2 separate regions of the Sparus aurata genome follow, and region 1 is linked to region 2. The links are chromatin contacts, called in public Hi-C maps. All regions are on one chromosome and are shown on one strand. The core of a region is the stretch at or near the end of the contact, and the rest is flanking DNA. Distances in the headings are between cores, read along the strand shown. Region 1 holds the start of pkd1l1 (polycystin 1 like 1, transient receptor potential channel interacting). Region 2 holds the start of spag6 (sperm associated antigen 6).

Evidence for each region. Hi-C and Micro-C count contacts between places; a contact is called where the count stands out from the background.
Region 1: a contact with region 2 is called in a Hi-C map of an unstated tissue, with 8 times the contacts expected there. The contact joins the promoter of pkd1l1 here to the promoter of spag6 in region 2. A contact is called at or near these places in 2 of 2 Hi-C or Micro-C datasets (skeletal muscle and an unstated tissue).

Annotation. Positions count from the first base shown.
Region 1 is chr19:15,021,269-15,025,516 of fSpaAur1.1, reverse strand. pkd1l1 (polycystin 1 like 1, transient receptor potential channel interacting) reads right to left here and starts at 2,252. Exons shown (of 56, transcript XM_030397594.1): 1 at 2,049-2,252. The coding sequence starts at 2,191.
Region 2 is chr19:14,888,498-14,892,939 of fSpaAur1.1, reverse strand. It overlaps spag6 (sperm associated antigen 6), which reads left to right and starts at 1,901. Exons shown (of 11, transcript XM_030397705.1): 1 at 1,901-2,062; 2 at 2,147-2,242; 3 at 2,370-2,536. The coding sequence starts at 2,038. bmi1a (bmi1 polycomb ring finger oncogene 1a) reads left to right here. Exons shown (of 18, transcript XM_030399099.1): 18 at 1-30.

The sequences.
Region 1 (4,248 bases), core at 1,003-3,502, 130 kb before region 2:
CCTGAACACAGTTATACAAAATTCAGGGCACATGTAGGGATGTCATGAGGCACTTTTAGAAGGAGGGTGAGCAAAAATCAGTGGAGCTTGTTTCTTTTGTTTGCAGCAATAAGCCACATGTGATTGCAAAGAATAAAAATAGACATTTCCAACATGAAGTCTGCCAATATCTCCAAGGCGGCCACTGTATTTTAATATTGAGGGCTTTATGAAAAAGCAAGAAAGGCAAAAAAGATTATAATTTCATGTTTTTACGCCCCCTTCAAAGACAGAACAAAACACAGGGAAATGTGGACTTCCACATCATTTATATATATTTTTCAAACTGCTCTGGTGTTTGAAATTAAATGTGTTTTAAAAGACTTCAGAACAACACAGCTGCACAAATGCAGGACTGTGTTTTTTTTTGTTTTTTTAAATCTGATTTTTAAACTCTACTCCAAGTTATTGGTGTCAACATGTAGAAATCCTGGGGTCCCCAATAGGGACTTTATTTTTATTTTTTTAATAACATGAGGTGGATTTTCTCAGCAACCCCCCATCGACCATGGCGCAAACAAATTCAGCTGAAATCCACCTGACTCAACGTGTTCTTGTACAGTCTCCCCCCGGCCCCCATCCCACCGAAAAAAACTCACCCCTCATCCAGGCAGCGCACGGAGCAGGCTACCGGGTCAAGGTCACGGGCGCCTTCGGGTGCTCGGAGCCCCGCACTGCCGGCGCTGACGCACCCCGTGAACCACGGAGCAGGCGCCGCCGCGGACAAGCGATGAAAAATGAGCGTGCAGACGACAACAGCGAACATGTCTGAGGCCCGAGAGAGAAAACGAGCTGACGAGGAGGACAGAAGGACAGGAAGTGCACTGAGGCCGCACACTGCATACAGTACAAGGTGTGCGTGTGTGTGTGTGGGTGCTGGAGGTGTGAACACAGAGACTGTATGCAAATTAAGCATCCACATAGGTGAGAGTTTCATACCAGAGGCCGTGGCGTTGCGCGTATCCGGTGATGCTGCTGTGAACTCACCCTGCGGCACTTTCTTGAATTTTTTTTTTTTTTTTTTTTTTTTTACTGTGTTTCATGCCTGTTGTGTCACGAGGGTGAAGAATCTAAATAAATGTGGATCTGCCCTTTAAATGGGATTCTTCTGCTTCAGAGTTATTTTATTTTTTAACGCCATGTGTCACACGCACAGTTGCAAACGAGTCTGCCCCCTCCAGACCTGCGTTGCTGCCTCTTCTGTCACGAACGCTGCAAAAATGATGCGTTCAAATGAGGCACAGAAAATACCACATCAAACAAACAAACAAAAAGAAAGAAAAAAAGAAGAAAGAATAGAGGAACGGGTGATCTTTTTTTCCCCCACCTCCAGCCTCGTGCACTCTTTTAATCCAGAGATGTGAATAAAATGACGCTGTTCATCTGTTGTCATCACACCGCCTCGTTTGGATAGATCCAACTGGCCCGAGAGTGACCTGGCCCCGTGCCCAGGTGCTTTGGAAAGGCCTCAAACTGGATGAGAAGAAACAACGGGGAATTATTCCTTTACAGCAACGCGTGAGACACGAGCCACGGAGCAAATCCAGTTACTGACCCGTTATTGTCCAACAGCCCGTTTGAAGCCGACTGGACCACTTCAGGGCCAGAACTGATCTCTGTTGTTTCACCAGCATTTAAAAAAAAAAGAAAAGAAAAAAAAAAAAACGCCAACTGGGAGTCTTCAAACTCGTCCTGAAGTGATCACGTATCTTATTTATAAAATGTGGCGACAACGTGTTTTATTAAACAGTTAGGCTGTCATCTGAGCCATTAAGCCTGCAAAGCAGAATAACACGCACCATGAGCTGAATCAATCGTTCATGCCGGAGCGTTCAAATTAGATTTTTTTCTGACGCGTAAAAGGGACAAAAATGGTGACATGTGTTACACCTGAGCGTCACCTGTGCGCATTAGTGCGTCAAGGTGCCTCTGCTCTTGCGCCGGGGACGCCATTTATTGTCTTAACTCAAGGAAATTCTTCCAAAAAAAAAATCTGAAAATGATCTCACCAGCAGTGGTAGCCCATTTTGAACTTGTTTTTTTTTTTTTTCTTTTTACAAAGGTATGACCGGAAGCTGCAGCACGAATTCCCTCTCATGACGCACTTCATTTTTTGCAGAACACCTAAAAGCTGTTGGACTGAAATATACATTTTTTTAAAAAGATACAAAAACAGACCAGTTTGCCCTGTGAGCCCTTCGGTGAAAAAAACCCGTCCTCGCAGTGCTGCTAACTCCACCGCTCCACCTTAAAAAACTCTTCCGGTTTCCCAGACATCCCCTTTAAGAGAATTGCGCGCTCCTCGGCGCGGCCGGCAGGGGGCGCTTTGAGACCGCGCCATCTCCTCGGGCTGACTGTACCGGAGAGAGGCACAGCGGGGGGAATCAAACACATTTTCTGTCCATTTTTCATGCGGAATACGCGCATATTTGGACGATTTCGTTTCGTGTCCGGCCGAACGTTTGGACGCAGTGAAAAAAAAACCCAGCGCGCGGACACACGGAAACACAAACCAATCACATTTTATTTCACCAAAAAAAGAAAAAATAAATGGTGGTAAGCTTTATTGTTACTCAAATATAGATTAACGGCACAGCACATTGGTTGAAATATTAAAATGTGGCACCTCATGATTCGGTATTATAAATCAGGATCGTTCTTGTATTTATTAATTAATAGTGAAAATTCATTAAGTATTGTTGGCCGTGGGACCCCCCGGAGTCCATTCAAGCACCTCCTGGAGGTCTGAGGAGCATTTTCTTAACCCAACCCCTCACATCAATATGCAGGGTTGTGCCCCGTGACAGTGTATATAAAGCCCACCCCGGGACCGGTATACCTCCAATAACCTGCCTCATTCGTTAAGCGCACGCTGGGTTTTCAACGTGCACACGCGGTGACACAATTAACAAACCGCCAAGTCAACGAAATCTGTCAAATAAAAGGGAGGGGAAGCTGGTGGATCGGCGCTGCGGCGCTGCGTAACGGTGGGAGTCGCAATAAAACAGGCAAAGTGCGCGGGGTCTCTCCGAGGACGCGGAGACCGCTGGAGGGACCGGTTCAGCGGACTCTTGCGCCCTGTGCGGAGCCGGGGCGATATCAAATATAGATAATGTCAGCGGAAGGGTTGTCGCAAAAAAAACAAAAAAAACAGGGACGTGCTGGAAGGAAAAGCAGCCCGTTAATTCAGCCTTCACACCTTTGTATTTGCATATATTTGTGCGTGTTTATCAGCTGACATAAAACCCTATGAGAGGAAATTAAAGAGTTACACCTCCACACGAAGATGAACAAATAATCCAAGCCGTCCATGTGATGATCCTTGACTGGACTTCCACCTCTTTATTCAGCAGCCCCATCACAGACTGAAGTTCTCTTCATCTGGGTGTAAATATTTGAAGAAAACTCGTTCAGTGGCTGCCCCTCCGCCAAAAATAGATCCGACAGGCTTCCGCTTTTCATACCAAATTATTTCTTGGCTTTCAGGAGGCTCCCTTTGCCTCGCATTTCAGAGGACTTTTCTACTAATTGATCTATTATTTAGTTCATTCATCTTTGATCTCAGCAGACACCACTTTCAGAACAGTGAGCCACACAGAAGCTCGGATACTTTTTTTTTTTTTCCAATCTATTAATGAATTTGATAAAGAAGTCGTACGCTGGAAGGTTTTCATGAAGAGAGTCTCTGGGAGCCTAAAATAAATACAGGACCCACAACCCCCTCTGACCAAACCTCACTCTGAAGCAATGGCACGGCCATTTTTTAAATAAAATCACGCGCAAACAACTGATAAAGATGTCCAGGTGTGGCCACGGATGTCCTCTTACCTCCTCCGTGGTCTCTATCTAAATATGAATTATCTGCGACCACAGGCTGTTCGTTTTATCAGCTCTGTGATGTCTTCAAAAAAAATGGACTCAGGCCAACGTTTTCTATTCGGAAGCGGACGAGAAAACGAGCTGCGTCATGTTGCCAAAACAGAAATGAAACAAGATAAGCAGCAGATTAGGCCGTCATGGCAGCGAGAGGCGAAGGGACGAGCCGAGCCTCAATAAAAAGCAAATGAATCATGTGGAAAAATAAAGTGTTTTAATCCAAGGAAGACTCAGGAGAGGGGAGAAGAGGCTGTTTAGAACCTTTCACAGAAATGAAGCAGCGTGTTTTGGCTTTATTCTTCTCTAATCTATTCACTTTTATGTATTTTAAAT
Region 2 (4,442 bases), core at 652-3,151:
AAAAAAAACATTTTACACTTATGAATAAAACCGGCTGTTTATTTTTCTTCTTTTCTTGTTTTTTTTTTTTTGTGTTCGAGGCTAATCAGTCAGGCTGCTGCTGCCATTCACCGGACTGAATAAAGGAAGAATAGAAAATGTGCAGCCGGGTGCAAAGAGTCACATCATGATGTAGATAACCGAGTTAAGGAGGCCAGCCCTGAGCACGGAGGAGGAGATCTGGCCGGGGATCAAATCATGTTTCTGAATACATCCAATTAAGATGGAAGCCATGTTGATATTTTTTTTTTTGTTTGCAAATGATTTATTACACGGATAATTGCATTTTAGTGCTCTGAAAAGAAGCGTTTTGAATGGAAACAACCACTGATTAGGCTGTTTTAAAATAATAATAGTAACGATAATAATAATAACTACCAGTATAATTTTCGTGCTCAAGTATGATTCTAGATATAGTGGATGATAAAAGTAGGACACTAAATTAAAGATTAAAAGAAAGCATTTTCATGACTACAATTTAATTTTATTTTTGTTTTAATTAAAACGTTTAATTAATATTTTATACCTCCAAAAATGAATTAATTATAAATGATATAAAAATCCCGAAACACACACAGTTGGGATTGTTCAATCAATCATCCACGCGGCTGAAAACAATTGGTTCACCCAATTAAATCCAGTCAAATCTGATAAGTAAGTTAAACAAGAGGGAACAAAACGACGTCATCAGATAAGCGTTTACGCTTTATTTTATACCCAGTGTTTCATAGACCGACTTTATAGCTTCAGAAAATTTAATAATTAAACCATAAAACAAAAATATATATTTCGTATTTGAGGAGCAGAACAATATGTTATTATGGGCTGAAGAGCTTAATAGTAAGGCTGATTCATTTGAATTCTATAGGCACATTTTCCGTCCAGTTTAAAAAAAAGGGACCTGAAACGGAATCAATATCTGTAGGGTTATATAGTGTAAAGACAAACTAACAAAAAACAAAAAAAACAAATAACTAATCAAATAAACACACAGTCTCAATCAATTCAAAAGTTCAGCATGTTGGTGGGTTAAATACGTCTTTGAATGACTCACATTTTAAAATACTTTTAAAGGAGTTGTCACGGATGCAGAAACTTTGGCTGTAAATAGATGACAGCTCAGCCGTCATCATCAGGCGATGTTGAAGAAAGAAAAACTGTTCACCCCGAATCTGCTCTTCTAGAATAACTTTCACTGAGCTATCTAGTAACACGACCGAGATGATGCAGTGTTATGTGTTATTGGACCTATATCTATTCACACCTTTGCGAAAAAAAAGACCTCGCGCATTCTTTTAGTCTACCATATTTCTCTTGAATCCATCCTGTTTTTTTGTTTTGTTCTTTGTTTGGTGTTTAAGCACACATACCATACTTTACATACCGACGTAGGGACGATCGCATTTCATAATACATTTTAATACTAGTGATTAAAGTTGATTGGCATATCATCTATCTTAAACGCGCTTTACAACGAGCTCGGGGTCATTTGAGGACATACTCCTGAGCAGGCAGGAGAAGGTTAAAAGTAGGGGGAACAAGAAAAATCTCTCATGATGAAATGTTGAGCGCCGCTCAGAATCGGCTCAACTAGTCAGCTTGTTCCCTTTATGAACCAACGGCCGCTGTGAATTGGCGCTTCTGTTTTTTTTTTTTTTTCTTTGAATCCTCCATGGTCAGAGTGTGCGGTTGTGTTTTTCGCGGGAAAACAAAAGACTGCGCGGACGGAGACGAGCGAGGTAGCCGGAGGAGCTCCCACACGCGACACGTTTTCCGGGAAACGCAAACACTTTGCGAGGGGCGAGCGTTTTGGAGAGTCGCGCATCCTTTTGCAGGAGACGATCTTCGGGCGAGCCAGCGGCGGAGCGTTGCGCTTCCTGTCTGTTGCCACGGCGACACGTAACAACAACACGACCTAGGAACCTGGAGACGACCGGGAGAGACGCTCCGCCGACTCCTGGAATACGTTCAGTGTGAAAATAAACCTAAAGAGCAACAATGAGTCAACGGCAGATCATTCAAGGTGAGCCTCGTGAGCTGCTTCCATCATTAAAGGAACATTCAGCTGAAAGTCAAACTGTATTTGTGTCTGTTTCGCGCTCCGCAGTGTTTGAGCAGTATCAGAAATCAAGGATGCAGTTCGTGCAGACCGTGGCTGACCTGGCATCCCGACCTCAAAACATAGACATCCTTCAAAATGCTGGTGAGAAGCAACTTTATAAGACTGTGTTAGCTTTAGTTGCTATTCCCAGTGTTTATTCCTCTCCTCTCCTCTCCTCTCCTCTCCTCTCCTCTCCTCTCCTCTCCTCTCTCTCCTCTCCTCTCCTCAGGTGTCTTGTCCCTGCTGCGTCCCCTGATGCTGGACTCGGTCCCCAGCGTCCAGCAGACGGCGGCTCTGGCCCTGGGCCGCCTGGCAGACCACAGTGACGACCTGGCCGAGGCCGTGGTGAAGGAAGACATCCTGCCCCAGCTGGTCCACTCTCTGTCCTCACAAAATGTTAGTATCTCAACCCTTTCGGTCGTACACACAGGTTGTCCCAGGACTCAGTCTCCACCCCTTCGGGCCGGTGTGTGAAAGACCCCGCAGGACCTCCGGGTCAGCCCCCCGAATGTGAGAGTGTGTTTTGGGCTAAATTGGCAGTTCGCCTGGGGGCTACTTCAAAACCTAAGAGCCCTTTACCACAAGAGCAACCCGGCCTTTGTTTTTTTCTCTCTCAGCCCCCCTCAGAGGCTCAGACTGGAGGGGGGCACTGTGTAGTTCTTGTTATTAAAGGGACATTGCAGTCTCATTTAATATACTCTTAAATCTGACACTAATTGGTTTATATTTTTGGACATTTCTCATCAATTATGGCAAGAATTCAGGTTAGTCTTCCACACTGGGAGTAAAAAATGTTTGTAATAGCTTTTAAAGTGAACATTGCTTTATCAGCTTGACAGCTCAAAACTTCAAAATTGTGTTAACACTTTACAATAAGGCAACAAATCATGTTTATTATTTCTTGATGCCTGACTCATGATAATGTAGGATGTGTCAAATGATCAAATCACTGTTTGTGAATAAACACTCCTTAACTGATGATCTACTGCAGTCAGTTTATACATGAATTGATATTCAAACAAATTAGCTGGATTCCTCTTAGATTAGGGTCTATTACAGGACCAAGCATTTGCTCAGTCGCTCTGATAAATAAAGTTGCTCAATATTTCTATTAGAATAGGTTATATTTTGCTTTAAACCTTATGAAAATCTCTTTATTCATATATATTTTTACCTCTCTCTGAATTCCACCACACATTAAAAAAAGTGCATTTAGAGTACAAATGAAGATTAAATGTGGATACATATTGATACCTTATTTCTAGCTAAGTTGAGCGCCTCCTTCTTAGCTTCAAAACAGAAAGCTCCACAGATAAAATCTCTATTAATGTTTAATAGGAAGGAGTGTGAAGTGGCTGCCGGCAACTTCTTTTTAGCAACAGTGCGTGCCTAAAACCCAAAGTTGAGGTGCGGTTCAGAGAGTTAGTTATATTCATCATAAAACACACGGCTTTGGCTTCAAATAGGTCTGATATATGAAGTTCAGAGCTCTTGTTGTTTTAAAATTACATTTGTGTTGTTGAAAAAAGTGTAATAGAGCAGAACATAGTATCGGATTATCATTTTGTTTTATCAGCAAGATAAACATGAAAAACCAAGCTAATGTGGTTGTGTATCAGTTAATGTGCAATGTAACTGTGAGTACACATTCCTTTACTGATGAGCTATTTCATCATTTGTTAACAGTTAGAAACAGGAAGTCATGATTCATCCTGTATTAAATAAATCACCAAATCACAATGTGTCATGCATTAGTACATCATTACTTACAGTAGATATATCATTGAAGTATGATTATAAAATGTCACCTAAAATGTTCTGAGAACTGCACATAAGTATGATTTTGAGAGTTAGACGTACTGTGCAGGTTAACTAATCCAAATCTGCAACATTTAACATCTTTCTATTTTCATCTATGTGACTTATTATTGTGTGTAGCACCACCACACAAGCAAATTTCCCCTTGGGTGACAATAAAGTATAACTTAACGTAAAACAAAAGAAATATGACTTAAAACTTACGTTTGTGGTTTCTGAATTATGTTTTTGACTAAAAGAATCTATATTTTATGTCTAAAGATTCAGGACAAATGAAAGAGCACATTAACCCTTACAGTAAATAAAACATATTTCTTCCTTTGGTGTTATAACAATGCTTTTTATAGTCATTTACACATTATGTCATTTTTCTCAGGGTTTTGATTTAAGCTCTTCTCTGTTGATTGGGTCAGAGGAAAAGAAAAAAACATTTCAAATGAAAAATTCTCATATATTTTCCTGACACATTTTTATTCATTTACAT